Linked DNA regions of Mus musculus: all the other regions are linked to region 1. A link is a contact called in public ChIA-PET and Micro-C data. All regions are on one chromosome and are shown on one strand. The core of a region is the stretch at or near the end of the contact, and the rest is flanking DNA. Distances in the headings are between cores, read along the strand shown.

The links. A called contact is a pair of places that touch in the nucleus more often than the background predicts. ChIA-PET counts read pairs in DNA pulled down with a chosen protein or histone mark.
Region 2: a contact with region 1 is called in a Micro-C map of embryonic stem cells, with 4 times the contacts expected there. The contact joins the promoter of Dapk2 here to the promoter of Usp3 in region 1. A contact is called at or near these places in 16 of 39 promoter capture datasets (the 3T3-L1 cell line, 3T3-L1-derived adipocytes, the C10 cell line and 11 more), 2 of 15 datasets of contacts at CTCF or cohesin (CD8 T cells and pro-B cells), 5 of 484 Hi-C or Micro-C datasets (B cells, the G1E-ER4 cell line, cardiomyocytes and 1 more) and 3 of 115 datasets of contacts at active chromatin or transcription factors (astrocytes, embryonic stem cells and trophoblast stem cells).
Region 3: an RNA polymerase II ChIA-PET map of memory CD8 T cells shows a contact between it and region 1, with 132 read pairs. The contact joins the enhancer-like site here to the promoter of Usp3 in region 1. A contact is called at or near these places in 7 of 39 promoter capture datasets (the C10 cell line, the HPC-7 cell line, erythroid cells and 3 more), 3 of 484 Hi-C or Micro-C datasets (Th1 cells, muscle stem cells and pre-B cells), 2 of 115 datasets of contacts at active chromatin or transcription factors (effector CD8 T cells and memory CD8 T cells) and 1 of 9 other capture datasets (liver).

The regions. Positions count from the first base shown.
Region 1 is chr9:66,591,349-66,595,314 of GRCm38.p6, forward strand. It overlaps Usp3 (ubiquitin specific peptidase 3), which reads right to left and starts at 1,767. Exons shown (of 15, transcript NM_144937.4): 1 at 1,436-1,767. The coding sequence starts at 1,526.
Region 2 is chr9:66,156,304-66,160,269 of GRCm38.p6, forward strand. Dapk2 (death-associated protein kinase 2) reads left to right here and starts at 1,923. Exons shown (of 12, transcript NM_010019.3): 1 at 1,923-2,037.
Region 3 is chr9:66,279,253-66,283,218 of GRCm38.p6, forward strand. No RefSeq gene overlaps it. Among named protein-coding and RNA genes, the nearest start is that of Gm39364, 20 kb to the right of the region's middle. Within about 2 kb of position 2,334, at least 72 of the 459 cell types and tissues checked have an H3K27ac peak or open chromatin away from gene starts, as enhancers often do. A contact at or near this core is called in Th1 cells, effector CD8 T cells and memory CD8 T cells, where this site is marked.

The DNA of each region.
Region 1 (3,966 bases), core at 517-3,016:
GAACTGCAATACTGGCCCAGAAGGGGTAGCACATGCCTATAATCCCAGCACTCCAAGGGCTGAGAGAGGAAAATTATAAATTCTAGGTCACCCTGGGCTATCATAGAAACCCAGTCTCACAAACCAAAGGAACTGCAATACTGTCCTGTGAAACCAATTAACTTATTAATCTTTAAAGGCTTCATGCAGAACAGAAGAAAGACACCTGACTTTACAAAGGTAAGCAAGACACCAAGTCTTGGAGCTCCAGAAAACTGCAGTTATTTCTATTCCTTATCCTGGAGGACAGTTTTCCTTGTGTTACCCCGTATATTTTGCTTCAAGAATATAATCCCCTTTGAAGAAGTAGTACGTCAAAAGTATTAAAGCAGTCCCTAAACTACCTTCCTAGCTCCAATCCAACCCAGGCTGAAAGACCACTCTGCTGAATCGTCCCACCGTCTTTTCAGCCTTGCAGATGAACTTGATTTCTGATGCACACGATTCACATTTTACACTACAGCCCAAGCTGCCAGTGATAATCTTAAAGCTCATAAACAAAGACCAGCGTCGGCACCAGGGCCCTACCAGGAAGTAATCAAAGCCGGGTGGCCCGTCCGACCTTAAGTCCCGGCAGACAATGAGAGGGCACCGGGGCTTCCAAGGAAGCAGAAGGAGTTAACGCTTAAGCAACTCGAAGGCATAACATAAACCTACGAAGTGTCTTACACGCACTCGGGAATTCCCAACGAAATCCCTGCCAACCCGAAAAACTGCCTCGGAACAATCTTCGAAAGGCAAAACAAAAAAAAACAAAAAAACCCAAAACACCCAACCTCGAGCCGCCCCTCCAAAGCAGCTGTTGGCTGCCTTCTCCGGAGCTTTCGGAGCCCGCAGCCTGTTTTCAAACTTCACCCTCACAGGCTGAAGAGAGACTCCGAGGTGAGCAGCCCCCAGCGCAGTCCGCTCAGGGGCTGCGGGGGAGGCAGGAGCCTGTGGGAACCCGAGGAAACGCAACCCAAAGGGGCTCGCGCGCCGGCAGTCCAGACAAAGCTGCGCCCGCAGAGCGGCGCTTTGCCTGTCCGGCCCACGGGGGACCGCGAGCCCGACCCCGCCACACGTGCGGCCGCGCGCGGAGCCGGCCCTTAGGTTCGCGGAGCCTTGGGGTGCGAGCCGCCGCGTCATCCCGCCGCTGCGCGCTCGCCTCAGGCCCCCGCGGGCCTCTCCTCAGCCGGCCCGGCCGTCGGGCCGCGCGAAACAAAGGAGCCGCCACCGCGCCCGCCGCGCCGCGCCGCGTCCCCTCGCCCCGCGCGCCGGGCCCGCTTGCTCCCCTCAGCCTCCCCCCCCCCCCAACGAGGCCGCGCGCTGCCCCGCACCCGCGGCCCTTCGACGGCAAGGCCCGGGCCAGAGCCGGGACCTCGGGTGCGCGGCCGGCCAGCCCCAGAGCCGCACTCACCGCTGCAGCACCAGGACGACGGGGAGCCGTTGGGGAACTTGGCTGAGTCCGGGGCGATGCAGACGCTGGAGCTGAGGTGCGGACACTCCATGGCCACGAGGACGGCGGCGGGGACAGCCGAGGCTCTGGGGCGGAGGGACTTCAGAGGCTCCGTCTGGGGTCGCTTCTGACCCGGCACTGGGCAGACGGCGGCTTCTGGGTCCCGAGCCTTTGCGTCAAAGAAAGCAAGGGCTTCCGGGCGCCGGGTTTTGCCATCCGCCGTCTCCCGGCGCCCCGCTCCGGAGAACGTGAAAATCCGGACTCCTGGTTCTGCCGCCGCCCAGGGACAGTAGGCTTCCGCCTTCTCCGGCGGCCCCGCCCACCCTGCTGGTTACGCCCCCAGGCCAGCCCGGGCCCCGCCCCCACACTAGTCAGTGGGCGGGGCATTGGTGCTCACCCAGTGCTAGCAGCTAGTGTAAAGTCCTACGGGGATGTGAAGTGACTTTCCGAAATCTGCCCCCGGCCGCTGCAGCCGATTCTTGGGAACCCGACAAGTGTGGGTACTCATCCGGGGCAGAGCGGTCGGGACCGCTGCTTCTACTGCAGTGAGTTGGCTACAACAGCGAGGTAGAATATGTGACCACACCGCAAAGAGTACGGAAAATGAAAACCACTCACACCGACGTGCATTGAAGCCCCATTTTACACAGGAAGAAACAGACTTTTGGGGCGTGGCCCTCGATGGCCCAGCCGGCTGCAAAGAGCCCAGAACAGTCCTGACTTTCGTGTTCTCCCGGTAGCAGGCGGGGTCCGGAACTGTTCTGAGTTCTGAACTCTGGCCTGAGTGTGTCACCGGGATACTGCACGGCTGGGCCCACCGGAACGCCTGTGTTCGGGGTCCACGCCATGCCGTTATGACTCACTGATATCTCCTGCCCATTGTGGGTATTTTCATACCTATACCTCTTGAAGTTGAACGAAATAATCCAGTTTGCTGTACAAGGTCGCGGGTGCTAGGTAATAAAAAGAGGCAGTGTAACATTTGTTAGAAGCCCACCTGGCTCCCAGCCAGGCACTTTGCATACCACACCTCATTTAATCCTCAAAACACCCTCTCAAGCTGCTGCTACGGTCCCCTTTTTAACAAAAAGTGAAACCAAGAGTATAATTTGCTTTAGGAAGATTGGACCCCCGCACCCCCCCCCCCCCCGCTTCAAATCTCTCTCTAGAAAGAAGTGAAGAAGACAGGAGGAGCGTCTAGAGGTAGAGAGCCTGCCACCTCACATTCTCTGCCTTGAGGATATCTGGGGCTCCCACAAATCTAGCCTCCAAAGTTGGGCTTTCTTTCTTTGTTTGGTTGGTGGTGTTTAACCTGGTAAAGGGGCTTCTTTCCTTCATCCCCTGACAAGCAAGTGGAGAGGGAAGAACAATGTGCCAATCCATGGGGCAGGAAAGGAAAGGTCAGGAAATGATTAACTGGCTGGGCCGGATAGTGGTTAGTTAGCACTGGGCACCTCCCTGAAGTGCACGCCTCTAGCACCCCTTAAGCCACTTCCGTACACCCCACTACTGCACCCTGTAGCCTTCTGCCTGATAGTGTCCACCCACCTAGGACATCTCTGCCCAGGGTGGTATTTCAGATTCCTCAGTCCAAGCAACTCTACCACTTCCCCAAGTTGTATATGATTGCTGTCAAAACAAGGCTTGGACGGGTTTTGATGGTGAGAAATTGTGGAAAGTTGTTCAGATCAGCTCTGGCAGGTACTTCATGGCAAACCTTAGCTAGTCCTCTCGACTCTTTTTCCTCGCCTATCCACTGGCAAAACAGTACTTATCTGTGTGAATTCCTAACCTGTAGTAATTAACAGATAAGGTTTGTTTTTCTTATTAAAAAAAAAAAAAAGGAGATGACTGCTTCCTTGGGACGAGAGAGGAGAATAAACAGTATCTGAACCCTATTCAGTCTCTTCCATCTATTTGTTTCACAAGTCTTTCTCAAGCAACCTTCTCAGAGTCCTCTGGGCACTGACCCTCATTCAGTGAACCCACAGCCCCTCATTCAGTGTGGAGCCTGACCCACGCTGTCTTTCCTACTAGTATGTAGTTCTTTTCAACCTCTGAGAAACGTTTTTCAAATCCCCTAGACCTCACATAACATCACTTCCTACCTCCTACCAGAGGCCTTTCCTGACTCTTCTCCAGCCCCAGGTTACCTCCCAGGGTGTTGTGAGAGCTGTGCTGACTACCCCTACAGGACCTTTCAAAAACACTCTTCTTGTCTTCTTGTATGTATGTAATTATTTGTTTAATGTCTGTTTTCCTCTTGGAGAGCCATAAGGTAGCAAACAAGTCTGCCTGGTTTCCTGCCTTTTTTTTTTTTTTTTTTTTTTTGGTTTTTCAAGACAGGGTTTCTCTGTGTAGCCCTGGCTGTCCTGGAACTCACTCTGTAGACCAGGGTGGCCTCGAACTCTCTGCCTCTCAAGTGCTGGGATTAAAGGCACTCGCCACCACTGCCCGGTTTCCTGCTTTATTTCTAACAATATATGTAGAAC
Region 2 (3,966 bases), core at 673-3,172, 430 kb before region 1:
ATGCTCAACCTAACATGCTTTTACGTGCTCAACCTAGCATGCCTTTAGTAATTAGGTTTGGGATAGCATGCAATCTATGGAGATCAAAATGGACAAGATGTTGTTTTGCTCTTGTTGAAAGTGAACCTTAATCATAGTTACGACATGGTCAGGGAAAATGACAAGAAAGAATTGAACTGAGGTGGCAGGGTTCAGAGTAGAGTGGCTTTAAGAGAGTGGACTCCAGGAATGCAGGAGCATAATGAAATTTGTGTTTTGTATCAGCAAGGCTAGGATGGTTTGTCACACAGCAACAGACTTAAAAATGGGGGAGGAGGTATCTGGGGCTGGTTGGAGGATGAGGGACCTCGCTACTGTGGTGGCCACTGTGTGTGTGTGTGTCCTTCCCTCTGTCCACTGACTTCAGAAGCCATCAGATGGTAGCTACTTCTCTCTAGCATGCTATTCTGAGGAGAACCCCAGAACCTGCACAAACCTGAAAGTCACACGCAAGTGAAGGTCTGGGATCTTCCCTGAGACTGTTCAAGACACAATGAGAGAGTTGGGCGGTACTCAGTGGCATTTTCAGGGTTCCTGGTGTTGAAAAGGCTGAGGGGTAGTGTGCTCCTTGGGCACATTTCACATGTCACCCTCCGCCAGTGCTACTCAGGACTTCACTGGAAGCTACCAGAAGGGTTGTTGTTCCCACTTTCTGGTGGCTGACCACACATGGATGATAGGGCAGGACTTTGGACTACACCCATGACTCAGAATCTTACATCCTTAGCTCTAGGGAGGATCCCTAAGGGGGGATCTGTGCTACTTTTCTTGTTGCTGTGAGAAAGTACTCAAGGGGTGGGGGAGGCAACTCAAGAACGGGCTCACAGTTAGAAGGTATAGGGTATAGTCCATCATGGCAGCAGGAGCGTGGCGCAGCTGGGTACATTGTGCCCAGCCTCAGGAAGGGGGGGGAGGGGAAGGGGAGGGGGAGGGAGAGAGAAATATGAGGTGAATCCTGGTTCTCTGTTCACAGAGAGCCCTCTAAACTGCACAGATCTGAAAGGTCACACGCAAAGGTCTGGGATCTTCCCGGAGGCTGTCCCAGATATTGCAGCAATGGTCAGAGAAGAGCAGCCCTCACTAGCCAGTTTCTCCTCACCGATTTTTTTTTTTTAATTCCTGGACCCCAGCCCGTGGACCATTGCTGTGCACATCTAGGGCTGGTCTCACTAAAGCTCTGGAAACACAATCTAGAAATTCCTATAGGCATACCCAGAGGTTTATCTCCTGATTGTAAATCCAGTCACATTGACAGTGTTAGCTGTCACAGTGACTTAGGGCTGGAGGCTCTAGGTGGCCATCCTTAAAATGTCTCTGGTCTTGAATGGAGACCATTGAACTTCAGTTTTGTTTCCAGCCACCAACGCTACCACTGATATTTTCTCCTTCTGATAATTTGCAAAAGGAAGGGAGAATCAACTCCCAAGTCCTTCATTAAGACAGGCTTAATGGTGATACACGGACTACACTCAAGAATGGTGCCAGGGTTGGCGTGGTAATAGGCAAATATGGGCAGTCTTCAAGCTGGGCCGGGAATGAGTGGGGCACATGAGAGCTTCCTACCCTTGTGTGGAGCGAGGTCCCCAGAGAATCTGATCAGTCAGGGTGTGCGTGGGTGGGGACGAAGGGCAGAGAAATTCTGTTTTCTGGCAATTGTGCTGGGTTGTGAAGTGCGTTGATCATTAGCTTACTCAAGTTGATTCGTTCCAGGTGGCACAGCATGTGAGAGACAGGGCGGGAAGGGACGAGCATCCAAGTCCTCACCTCGGGGCGGTCCCGCGGGGGTTCCAGCAGGGGGCGCCCCGAGCTCCGGGCCGAGTGTCCGGGCGCGCCTCCAGCCGGCGCCTGGGACCGGGCTGGCCGCTCCGCCCCCTCTGCTCCTCGGCGGCTCTGCGGGCGGACGCCGGGCGCAGGGAGCAGAGCAGAGCGGAGCGCCGCGCACCCCGCCGCGCCCCGGTGCACGTCCAGCTCTCCGCACATGCAGCGCAGCCTTTCGCCGTGAGTAGCGCCCGGGCCGCGGGATTCGACGGCAGCAGTGGCTGGGGTGGTCGGGCATTGCCTGTCTAGGATATAGCCGTTCTGTGGTTTGTGCGCTGGGACGGCACCCGGAGGCCAGTCTGCAGGCTACTACTACCTCGGGGTGCCTCCTAAGCTTGACACTCTGGTCCCAGAGACGGGATGGGGATTGACGGACAGAGGCCTGACATCTGGGCAGGAGAATGGAAACAACCATGCATCAAGTTTGGCCCCCTCAAAAGTCCCCAATAGGAGAGAAACAAGCCCAGCCTCTGTGGGCTCACACCTCCTCCTCCCCGCCTCAGCCCGGGAGGTTGCTTCCTGTGAAATGAACCTCCAGTGTGGCCTAACAGCTGCGGGCAGGTGGAGGGACACTCCCTGGTTCCCTGTCATCTAAAGGTAGCTGGGGGCAGCTCTTTTGGTTTCTGACACTAGTTCCCAACTAACTGGCTTGGCATCCTAGGGGAATTTTGTTGACTAAAAGTGGCTGGTACCTTGACTGCTTCAGAGTTGGGTTCAAAGCCCTCCCTGTCTCCACCTGCCCGCCGGTTAAGTTTTTGGCATCTAAAGTCATGGTATTGATAGACCAGTAGCTGTCTTTGGAGGCTTGACTGAAGTGTCAGGAATGGGTGGGTATCTGTTGCCCCGGGACAACAAACTACCTGCTGGAGGGAATAAACCAGCCAACCCTGACAGCTTCTCTAGAGCCTTCTATTCTGTTAGATGTGGGGGGCAAACAGTCCGGCTGCCCAAAGAAGCTGAACCTTTTATTAAAAGACTGAGTTTTTCTCATGTCAACTCAGGGAGGTGGCTGACCTTCTGAGCCCCAACATCCTTATCAGGGATCATCCAAAGGGGTTCTGTGATGCTAGAGTCTCCTCCCTTCTGCTGGCACTGCTGGCAGTTTCCCCAGACCTGAGTCTGAGGATTCTTCATGTGTGTGTGTATGTGCGCACGTGTTCCAAACCACTGCCTGTCCCTGCCAAACTTGGGCACCTTCTCCTTGGAACTGTTCTCCCAGAAGCCACTGGCTTTCCAGTCCTGAGCCATCCATGGAGGAGTTGTGTGGGTATCAAGAGAAGCCCTGGGAAGTTTGATGGCCTAGCTGTGCCATGGTGGAAAGGTCCCTTTCCCTCTCTGGACCTCAGATTTCTCCTTTTGTCTAACAAGTGACTTAGACCCGATCCCAGTGGGTTCAGACTTTTGTTTCAATGTTAAGTTTTTACCCCAAACCCCAGTCCACAGCAAGGATACCGTGGGATGGGAGTGCTCTGTATCACTTCCTCAGCCTGCTGACTTCTGAGGAAGAGAGTAAACTGGAAAGGTAACTGGGAGGTCCCTTTCTGTGGGGTCCCAGGAGGTCTATGTTACCTCCTAGAGTGTTGCTTGCCATTAAGGCCATGGGTAGGAAGGAGAATTCCCAGGGCCCCCTTGGGAGGATTGTTCACATCCAGATGGGTGTCATCTTTGCAAGGTAGCCTGAGTCTCGGGTCAAAAGGCATAGTCATGTGCCTTGCCTCTGATATGTGGTTTTCAGCTTCTCAAAATTGGTGGTTATAACTCTACCTTCGAGTTACTGCACTTGACTCTGAGAATTTATCAATTGAAATGAGAATTGCTCTTGTGGAGGTGTGATGGGAGGGTGATGAGCTGCCACGGGTGTTTCATTTCGTATGGAGTATCTGAGCTGTAGCCATGAGCAAGAAGCCTGGGCCCTAACTGGAAATTACCATCTTATATTACCTTATAGTACCTGCTTATGTTAGCTACTCCCTAGGGGACAGAGGTGAGAATATTACACCCTTTGCCTTAGTGAGGCTCCAAAAGCATTTCACATATGTCATCTTACTTATAAGAAAGATCTTTCTTAGGGTGTTGGAGAGATGACCCAGTGGTTAAGAGCACTGGCTG
Region 3 (3,966 bases), core at 1,084-3,583, 310 kb before region 1:
CATCACCTAAGCTTGGCAAAGACTTGGCAGTGTCCCTGCTTCAAGATCAGCCACTATTCTGCCAGTAAGCCTCAGCTGTGCTCTGTGAGAAAGCCCAATAAACTCATTTGTTCACCAGAGTGAATGTGGTTGGAACTGTGCCGTGATTGCCTTTGGGGACTTATGAAGTGGGAAGAGATGTTTATATTCCTCAGAGAAGAACTGTTCTCAACAGTGGCAAATCTAGGGATGTCCAGTACAGGACTGGACTTCTGGTCACCTTACCCCATGGCATGCTGTTTAGAAAGAAGCATTTGTTAGGGTGTTTGTGGAGGACCAAGTGAAGGATGGAGTTCTTGGAGAGTCCCAAGTTGATTCTCAAGCATTTTAGTGGCATCTGAAGTTGCCTGTCTCTCTTTTCACCCATTTCTGGTGCCTGTTGAGCTTAGCAGATGCTCCTTCTGCAGCCCTTCCCATGGCCTGGTTATGCAGATTGGCAGGAAAGAAGAAAGGCCCAGACAAGGGCATAAAGACAGCACTCCCTGGCTGTGCTGCTGGCCAGGTGCCTAGGTCACCTGAAATACAATAAGGCTCATGGCTCTCAGACCTTGCTGATGCTGCTGGAAGCTGAAAATACCCAGGGCACTGGCCTGATGCCTGGGTGGCTCCTCTGGGCCAGGAGTAGCTATGATGTCTCCACAGGGTTCTTGGTACTTCAGCCCAGGCCTCTGTGGGGGAAGGGCAGGGCCACACCTCTCACCTTTCCAACAGGTTGAGTATTTTAAACAGACCAGGCTTTTTTGTCCTTTATCCTAATACTTGTCCAGGGGGAGGCAAAACTACTTTACAATGTTTACTCAACTGAGAGCATCAGGCAGAAAGATACTTCGAGAGTTGAAGTTGCCAAGTTGACAGGATCCAGAATCCCCTCCAGACAAATATCTGGGCGTGTCAGTGAGGGAGATTCTAGTTTAGGTTAACTAAGCTGGAGAATCCCACTGCAGCTGTGGATGCTATTCATGGGGCTAGGGTTCTGGACTACATAACAAACAGAGATCTAGTTGAACCCCAGCATCTGTCTGCCTCTGCTTCCACACAGCAGACACAGTGTGGCCAGCCACTTCACACTCCTGCTTGTATGCCTTTGCCACGATGCACTGTATCCCAACTGTAAGTCAAAATAGACCTTCTTCTATTTCTTCTCCTTCCTTTTTCTTTTTTTTCTTTTGAGACAGGGTCTCACTAGGTAGCCCTGGCAGGCAGGTCTGGAATTAATTCACAATATAGACCAAGCTGCTCCCAGACTCACAGAGGTGTGAGCCACCATGCCTCCTAGCTTTAAGTTGCTTCTGACCAGGTGTTAGGTCTCAGCAATGAGAAAAGTAATTTGCATATGTCTTTACAGGAAGTGAGCACAGACATTCTGAAACCACAGCAAAGCCTTTCTTGGTCTGCATGCACATCCCTAGATCGAGGGGGGTGGGGGGACCAGGATAAATTGTGATTGTCTATACCTAAGGCTTAGTGCCTTAGAGCCTAGGGCACAATTGGTTTTCCCCCAAACTGCTAGGAGGCAGCTGAGGTCTCTACTGAGAGAAGGGCACTGATGGAGGGGTGTAGTGCCTCTCTCCATGCCCACTGCTGGGTGATGGTAGGCAATGTCTCTTACCCCCTCCTCACTGGACACTGGCCCAGGAGGTGGGCTTTCCTGCTCCTCCAAAGCCTGTAGGTACTTACCTCTTTTCCCTAGAAAGTGTCTCCCAGCAGGATGTGCTGGCATGTGTCTTTAATGTCAGTACTTAGGAGGCAGAGGCAGGTGGATCTCTGTGAGTTCAAGATCAGCCTGGTCTAGATAGTATGTTCTGGCAAGGGCTACATAGACCGGTTTCAAGGGGGAAAAAAAAAAGAAAAAAGAAAATATGAAAATGTCTTCTAGCCTAGGTCCACGGTACTGATCTGAAAACCCTGGCCTGAGAGTCAGGTTAGGTCTCAGAGTTTGAATGACATTTCTGACATCTTCTTAGCTGGGTGATTATTTATTTATTTATTTACCAAGGTATTGGGCCTCAGCTTTCCCATTTGTAAAACGGGGGCATGCCAATATCTTCCCCGCAGGGCTCCTATGACTATTCGGTTGGATTAGCTAAAGCATGGCGGCACTTAGTGTACTGCACTCAGAAAGTGGCTTCTGTCCTAACAACTGTGCTTTATGGACTAGCGTAAAACATAAATTCATCAGTGAGTAGGCTGGATGGAGCAAATGGAAGAAGGAGATGGAGTTCCCATGGTGTTGTTTGCTGCCTCTGCCAACCACTCTGGTGACATGTGATATGTGATGAGCAAGGCCCTTGACGTGACATGCCTCTTGTTTCTCGTCCTTTGGTTTTCCCCAGTGCATGCTGGGGGCCGGCCCACATCCTGAACATTCTGTGAAGCTCGGTTGGTTAAGAAACCTCACTGCCCAGCTGCAAAGCACCTTCGCTTTCCGCCTGTCTGGCCCCTTCAGCTGCCTACGGCCAAATGCAAAGGAGCCTTGCTAGAGAGCAGCAGCAGCTGCTGCCTTCTTGCCGGTCTGCCTGTGCCTCTCCACTCCCCCCGCCCCCACCCTGTGGTTTGCATTCTAGAAGCATCTGCCTCACACCAGGTCTTTATTGCCTTCTGTTCTCACAGCCATCTTGAGAAAGCTTAGGAAACTAAGGCTTCCAGGGGGGTTGGCATTTGTTTTGTTTGCATTCAGAGACAAGGGCTCACTATGTAGCCCAGGCTGGCCTTGAACTTGCAACCCTCCTGCCTCAGCCTCCCCTGAGCTGGGAACCCAGGTGTATACCATGCCCAAATATTTCTGTCTTTTTGCTTTCTAGATGTCATATATGAGCAGCTTCTGTCATGATGTCTCACCACAGACCCCCAAGGCAGCAGAGGCAAGCAGCCATGGACCTAAACCTCCCAGACTGTGAGCCCAAATAATCCTTTCTTCTTTTTCTGTTGATTATCATAGGCCTTCTGTCACAGCAGTGGAAAGTTGGTAGTCTGAGGTCTTTCGTAGGCCCCAGCACTGCATAAACCATACACGCTGGTGCATGCCTGCAATCCTAGCACTCTGGAGCCAGAAACAAGAGGACCAGGAATTCAAGGTTATCTTTTGCTGCATAGTGAGTTGTGAATTTAGGCTAGCCTGAGCTATATTACTGTTTTAAAACAAAAGCAAACAGGTGACTGGAGAGATGGCTCAGCAGTTAAGAGCACTGACTACTCTTCCAAAGGTCCTGAGTTCAATTTCCAGCAACCACATGGTGGCTTATAGCCATCTGTAATGGGATTTGGTGCCTTCTTTTGGTGTCTGAAGACAGCCACAGTGTACCCATAGAAATAAAATAAATACACCTTAAAAAAAAAAACCCACTGTTCTCATTTTTAAAAAGTGAAAAAAAAAAAACAACAGAAATCAAACTAACACATCTGCATCTCCCCCCACCTCAACCCCCCAATGTGTATTGCTGTTTTGTCTGCACATAAGTGTGCACCATGTGCATGCAGTTTCCACAGAAGCCAGAAGAGGGCATCAGACCACCTGGACTTACAGACAGTAGTGAGAGCTACAAGGATTGAACCCTTGTCCTCTGGAAAAACAGTCAGCTCTGTTAACCACTGAGCCATCTTTCTAACCCAGGTTCTGCATCCTTGAAAAGATTTACAATGGAAGATGCTACTCTGATGGTAGGGATGAGGGACTAGTAGGCGCATAGTCATCCCTTTTTAAGGGCAGATGGCCAACTTCATCATTTGTTTTTCTGAGTGCCCCCAACTTCTGGGCTATTCCTTGTAATTTCTTATCTATTTGGCTCTCACTCATTCAGGGAGTGGGGGATGGGGACAGGGACTGAGCTTTGCTTTCCAGGAGCAGACTCGCTTGACGGAGCACCCCTGGGTAGCACTAGGGATGCCCTGACGCTCCTTGTGAGGCTGCAGCAGCTTTTGAACTCCTTC